Regions from separate parts of the Mus musculus genome. Here region 1 is linked to region 2. The links are chromatin contacts, called in public HiChIP or PLAC-seq maps. All regions are on one chromosome and are shown on one strand. The core of a region is the stretch at or near the end of the contact, and the rest is flanking DNA. Distances in the headings are between cores, read along the strand shown. Region 1 has its middle 49 kb from the start of Platr6. Region 2 overlaps Gm33945 (a long non-coding RNA gene).

What was found. HiChIP or PLAC-seq counts read pairs in DNA pulled down with a chosen protein or histone mark.
Region 1: a contact with region 2 is called in an H3K4me3 HiChIP or PLAC-seq map of bone marrow-derived macrophages, with 7 times the contacts expected there. The contact joins two enhancer-like sites. A contact is called at or near these places in 2 of 115 datasets of contacts at active chromatin or transcription factors (bone marrow-derived macrophages and large pre-B cells).

The regions. Positions count from the first base shown.
Region 1 is chr10:21,807,790-21,811,204 of GRCm38.p6, forward strand. No RefSeq gene overlaps it. Among named protein-coding and RNA genes, the nearest start is that of Platr6, 49 kb to the right of the region's middle. Within about 2 kb of position 1,977, at least 9 of the 459 cell types and tissues checked have an H3K27ac peak or open chromatin away from gene starts, as enhancers often do. A contact at or near this core is called in bone marrow-derived macrophages, where this site is marked.
Region 2 is chr10:21,564,508-21,568,072 of GRCm38.p6, forward strand. It overlaps Gm33945 (a long non-coding RNA gene), which reads right to left. Exons shown (of 5, transcript XR_871483.2): 3 at 45-155. Among named protein-coding and RNA genes, the nearest start is that of Gm33892, 5.3 kb to the right of the region's middle. Within about 2 kb of position 1,479, at least 27 of the 459 cell types and tissues checked have an H3K27ac peak or open chromatin away from gene starts, as enhancers often do. A contact at or near this core is called in bone marrow-derived macrophages, where this site is marked.

The DNA.
Region 1 (3,415 bases), core at 727-3,226, 240 kb after region 2:
GCATCAGGAAAGAAGAAGGTGAAAAGGATCATGGGAGAGGATGAGTGAGAAATGGAGAGCTAGGTGTGAGGTGCCAGAGGCAGGCAGAGAATGGTAGGGACAGAAAGCACAGCTGAAGCAGCACATGGAGAAGCTGGGGAAGGACCGGGTTAGCCGGGTTAGCCGGGTTAGCCGGGTTAGCCTGCTCAGGGCCTGTGCCTGAAGAGATAGACTTTTGGGTTTCATGTGCCCATGAATCATGCTACACCATTTAGAAAACTTCCAGAGGTTGACACAGGTAGGGGGAGGAAGGTGAGGGGGTGGGTGGAGGAGCTGCCACCGTGTGTGCTGTTTAACCTAGAAACTTTCTTTATCCCAAGTCCTCGACTTCCCAAGGAAATACCAGGAAAGATGACAGTCAGCGCCTGAGTGTAAACTTGATACCAGCAAGTAAAGAGGACTCTTGGAAGAAAGGAGGAAACAGGAACAGGTCCCGAGGGGGTGGAGAGGAGGGAGAAGAGAGAGTGACAGAGGGTGAGATAATCAAAGGACCAGCTTCTTAGGGCTCCTGCCAAAGCTAGCCTCAGTGAAGCTGATGTAAGGACAGGGCCTAGGGCCTTTTCTAGGATGAGAAACAAAATTCTGTCCCTATATTCATGTTACAAATTCAGTTACTGTTGGTGTTAGCCTTCTGTCTAAACATCCCCCCACAGTTACCTGGCAACAGCCAGATGTGCCTGACCCACTATAAAAGGGGCTGCTTGCCCCCTTCCTCCCCCTTTTACTCTGCTTCCCTCTTGCTTCTCTCTTGCCCTGTTAGGATCTTCCCTTCCCCCTCTCTCCAGGTGTCCATGGTCAGCCTCTCTTCTCTTCTCTTCTCTTCTCTTCTCTTCTCTTCTCTTCTCTTCTCTTCTCTTCTCTTCTCTTCTCTTCTCTTCTCTTCTCTCCCCTCCCCTCCCCTCCCCTTCCCTCCCCTCCCCTCCCCTCTCCCTCCCTTTCCCTCTCTCTCTCCCTTTCCCCTTCCCCCTCCCACCTCCCCCTCCCCTTCCTCCTTTCCTCTCCCTGTCTCTGCCTCTACTACCCTCTTAGCTCCCCTCCCCATGCCCTGAATAAATTCTATTCTATACTATACTGTCGTATGGCTGGTCTCTCAGGGCAAAGGGATGCCTTGGTATGTGCCCACTGAGGCACACCCCAATAGAACATGTCTTATACCTCTTTATCTTTTTATAAACACATCAGTTGGCACAATTCTTCTTTGTTAGCATTGTTGTTCTGCCTCCTGGGTTCAGAAGGAAGGGCAAGGCGACACTGGTATCCTGCACCTCTGTCCCAGGCTGGTCATTCTCTTGAGCAGTGCTTCTCAACCTGTGGGTCTTGACCCTTTGGGTCCCATATCAGATATGTACATCATGACTCATAACAGTAGCCAGGTTATAGTTATGAAGTGTCAATGGAAATGATTCTATGGCTGGGGGTCACCACAGCATGAGGAACTGTGTTAAAGGGTAGAAGCATACGGAAGGCTGAGAGCAGCCATTACAGAGCTTCACACACACAGACTGAGAGAGACCACCCCAACCTCACCCTCTCCTAAAGCGGCATCAGCTTTTGGGGTCAGCGGTTTACTTCATGATCATATGAAATGTGACTCGAGAATAAAACTACTTTCTACCAACAGGCATATGGAGTAGCATGTGAACTTTAGTTTTCCTTAAGGTGACACAGGGAGACCGCTGCAATTTTAGTCTGACCCTACTCCGTCAAAAGAAAACTTAATGTGAAAAAAAAAGAGGTTATTTTAAGATCAAAATTCCTTCTGGTATTTGAATGACTCATCCTGGTGTTTGTGCAATTAATTTAATTTGCCCCAGAGCTGCCTTTATTTGCTTGTTGTCGTGACGTCAGGCTAAATCTCACTTTGTGGTATCAGTCTCGCAGACACACTACCACGTCTCCTTCCTATTTTTGGCTGCTTAGGGTTAAGCAGTGTGGTAATTGTGATGGATCTGCGTCTTTCCCTTGGATGGGAGCTGTAGTCTGACCAAGGCTATTTTCTTCCTCTTCCCACAGACCAGTTCATAAATGGCCAGGCCTGGCCTGTCTGTGCTGATGAGAAACACAGAGCAGACCCCCGGACTTTTGTGATGCCAGATGTCACTTAAGGTTCTGGGGCCAGGTGGTGGTGGTGCATGCTTTAAATCTTAGCACTCAGGAGGCAGAGGCAGGTGGATCTCTGAGTTCAAGGCCAGCCTGGTCTACAGAGTGAGTTTCAGGACATCCTGAGCAACACAGAGAAACTCTGGGGAAACAAGTTAGCTGTGTGCTTTCTTCACACTCTATTACAGAAACAAAACAGAACAAACCAATGAACAAAAACCACTGGACTTTGGTTAAAGTGGGAAAGGCTAAATTTAGCTAAAGACATTTTATGCCAAAAGCTTCCAAGAATGGAACTAGAAATGTACAAGTCTCTGGAGTCATCAGCCAGTTAAAGCAAATGGCCCAGGACACTTCAGGATTCGTTCAGAGCTAGATACAGTTCTCTGAATAGCCGCACTCCATGGAATCTCGGGACTAATTCCACGTGGTTCTACAATGTGCCTCTGTAGGCATCCCTGCTGGAGTGCAGATAAAGAGAGATCACACTAGCTACCTCACTGACACTCACTGAATGTGCCTTACCCCTAGATTGCTCTGTTATTCAGAATGAAATGCAGTGGATCCCCAGGACCCCTCAGTCTTCAACTGTTCCCTTCAAGACTGCAGATGTTGCTGAGACATCCTTACTGGTGCTGGTTCCTTTATCCTTGGCTACATCATAGCTGTTTTATTAAAACCAAGCACCGAGTTGATCAGCGTTCCATGAAAACATTCAGGATATCAGACGAGTGTTCTAGTCTAAATATAAACACCTAGCACGCCCCGTACATTGTCAACAATTCAGAAAAGTTGCTGGGTGAGAGGATATAGGCATATCTCAATGTGTAAACTTGCCTTAGACTAAGATGCTCATACTAACAGGTATGTAGGATGGCCTGAAGACCTGTGTTAGTAACCTTAGGAAAGGCTGTGCAGGACATGGTTTTTAGCATGTTGTGCTTTAATTCTCATGAGTCTGAGAAAAGGGTATGTATTACTTTCAGACTTTTACACATGTCTTAATGGTTCAGGAAGAGTAAGTAAGTGGTCAAAAAAAAAAGTAGAAGTTTTTATCTTAAACTTAAAAGAGCAGACCTTGGCCTGGGACCATGGCTCACTTGGCAAAGCACCTGAGTCTGGATTCTCAGGACCCATGTGAAGACTGCATCGACGTGGCAGCGCACACGTGTAACCCTAGTGCTGGGTTGAGGCTCTGAGACAGGTGGATGCCAGTAGCTCAATGGCCAATCAGCCTAGCCAATCCATGCTTCAGTGAGAGACCCCGTTTTAAAAA
Region 2 (3,565 bases), core at 229-2,728:
CGCATAAAATAAAAATAAGTAAATCTTAAGGGAGGAAAACCTACCTAGACAAATGAAGGAAAGTCTCGGGAAATACTCCATTCGAAGTTTCTACATCAGGGAAGCTGCCATCTTACACTGGAACGAAGCACTCCCCAGGGCTTGCCGAGTGTGTGCTTTTTAGTGGGAAGGAAGAACCAAGAATGTTATAGGAAAAGAACAATTCAGGTTTCTTTTTTCAGTGATCATAGGCAGTGATAAGAAACTACTAAAAGCCCTCCAAGACAGAGGGGCTGGAAGCAACTGCTAGGCTAGACAGGAACACACCTGTATAGAAGTCGGGTCAGTGTCCTTGGTCTTGGCTCAAACACAATTTTCATCGTGGGCTTAAATAAGCTCTCAGGCTGGAGAAATGGCTTGGCAGATGAGAGCTTGCTACACAAGCATGAGGACTGGAGGTGCGATCCCCAGAACCTAGCTGATGCTTAGTGGGTGTGCTGGCCCACCTGTAGGTCCAGCCTTGGGAAGCAGAGGATGGAGATGCCCAGAGCAGGGCAGTCCTCTAGTAAGGCCAGTATGTTTCTGAGTTCTGGCTTTGGCTCATCGAATGCAGTGTGGAGTGATAAAGGCTAGTTCCTGACATTAGTGCTCTGTGTACATATGCAAGCTCACATGCACATACATGAAAAGGGGTTCTTGAGAGTAGCTGTAAAGTATAATACATGTATTTTATGAAATCCATAGACATCAACTGAGCTGGTATATTTGTTTTATTAAACTGAATGTGTATGTATGTTTGTGTGTGTTCACGCATGTCTTTGTGTATGTATGTAGAGACCAAAGGACAACCTCTGGTGTCATTCTGAGGAAACCATCTACGTCCTTTGAGACAAGGTCTTTCAGAGTCTACACTGGCTGGTCCGTGACCCCCGAGGATCCTCCTGAGAGGATTCTGCCTCCCCGGCACTGGGATGACAAATTTTAATTAGTTATTTTTACATAGTTTCAGCGCTAAACATTTGTCCTGTGAGGTAAGCATTGCACTGGCTGACCTATATCTCCAGCCTGCTGTATTTGGATTTTATCACTGAGTGTTAATCATACGGTGTGGTGGTACACACCCACAATCCCAGCACTGAGTAGGTGGAGATAAGAGAATCAGGAGTTCAAGGCCAGCCTGAATTACATAAATGAGTAAGAAGTTAGCCTGGCTCATCTTCCAAACAAACAAATATCAATGCACTAAAATGTTGGGTGGTTTTTGCTTTACATACTGCAGATAGCCTGATGACACAGACTTCATTTCCTTCCGTGGATATATTTAGAAAGCCAGTCTGAAGAGCACTTGCACTCAGCAGGGAGCCCATCAAATCCCATCCTGCCAGTCAGGCGGATGAATGCAGGGTCTCCCGTTAGCCCCAGAGGTTCTAGAGCTACATGTTCTGTTAAAGCCCTCCCAATTGTTTTTCACATGGAGTTAGCATGAAGATAGAACTGAAAGAGAAACCAAAGCTTAGAATTAACAGAAACCATCCACTAACTGCACAAGACCCTTGGGAAATCACAACAGCTGCAGAGGTACAAAATTTAACCAAAACAAATTTATCTAATATAAAATATTTTTTCCTTTCTGCTTTTTGGGGTTACTAGTTTAGGATTTTTATTTTATGTAATTTATGAGAATAAGATAAAAACAGTGTTGTGACTAAAGTTCTCTCCAGTTCTCTCCCTCCCTGTCTCCTCTCCCTTCTCCATTTCCTTTCCCTCCCTGTGCCCTCTCCTACCCCTTTCTCTTCCTCTTTTCTTCTTTGGATTGCAAGTCATTTCATCTCAGCTTCCCTAAATGGATATTTTCATCTCAGCTTTATATACACTGACTTCAAATTATTGGCTGAAAAAAGTAGAGATATGGCAAGCTACAGATGCCTTCCTGAGTTGCCCTTTCCCTGCAATGTGGTTCTCCTTCATCCATTACACTACGTTATGTTATATACTACATATAGTTATACTATACAGTACAAGACAAATTCACCCACACTAATATTTCTCATTTGCTGAATTCCCTTTGAAAGTCATGGATGGTACACCTTGTGGCTTTAATGACTAGGCTTGGAACCTCAAACTCCTTACAGTTGTTTAATAAAATGTAATAGTCTAACGCATTTTAATGTAGGAAGTATGCAGATTGAGGAAAGAATCCTTAATTCTGATTTAGAATGTTCTTGCTCTTTTCCGCATTATCTTATTGTTGATGAAGACTTGGCAAGATGCTGAAGGGACAGACGGGTGATGTACAGAGCACACAGCAAAGTGTGCAGAGTGAGGCTTAAACATATTGAGAAGATGGGGATGGTTTCAAGGTCTGACTCTCAGTCCTGCGGGCGAGGACTCATTTCCACCACTATGCTTGGTTTACAAAGCTAGAAGAAGAGTCACCAAGCTTCCATCTTGTGGAGTTAGTTAGAAGGAACCCATTTCTGTGGAAAGAGAGCAGTGGTACCTTGTTTGGTTGGAGTGCTATCTCGCTGAGCTTGAGCACCTAAGAAGCCTGCAGCAGAAATTGAGTTATCTTGGATTCCGATGTACATGGACTGACTCACAGGGGAGACCCATACATTCTGTTTCTATATAGATGTCTGAGGATTACAAGTTTTGTTCTTTTTGCCAATTTCTGTAACTGTATCCACAAATACTGTAATTAACTATTTAATGTGTTCAGATAAAAGTACCTGGATAGGTACCAAGACTTAAAAACTATACTCAGTTAACAGTTTTCCAGGAAATAACTGGGACTCTTTGTTTTCTTGATACACCTCAACCACAGGATTAAATAATGTTTCAAAGTGATTCATAGATTTATTGTAATTTTCATGGCTACTAAGCAGTGTGGAAAGGTGACTTTTCTGCGGCTGTGTGTTCATAGTTATCACAGTGAGTACAGGTCTTGACAAACATAACCTATCTGTGGGGTCTCATTTACTTAAGGTAAACAAAATATTTCTACATAGGGGGGACCTTACAAAGAAGGATGATGGATATAGCTTCCAAAGACATAGCCTACAGACTTTTGAGTCACCACTTACAGAGCTACAATAGAAGCAAACTACACAAAGGTAAAAGAAAAGACTCCATCTTAAATTTCTATGGATTTTTATACTCCCCCAAACAAGATTTGTTCCTAGTCTAGCATGTATAAAAGTATTTGATACTAGCATCTTAAAAATTAAGGAGACTGGAAAAAAGAAGATGACGAGAAAAAATGTTTTCAATGCAGATCCTTTTCTTTTGTTGAAAACATACTTTTTTTCATACAATATATTTTGATTGTGGTTCCCCCTCCCTCAACTCCTTCAAGATCCTCCCACGTCCCTTTCCATCCAAACCCAGACCTGGTTTTTTTTCTCTCTCATTAGAAAACAGTCATCTGAATAATAAAATAAGATGAAACAAAAACAAACCTGAATAGGACCAAACAAAAGAAAAAGAACTGAAGAAAAAGCAGGAGAAACACGTACAGGCACAGAGACGTGCACTCTCTCACACAGGACTCCCATAAAAACACAAATCCTGAAGCTGTAATATACAT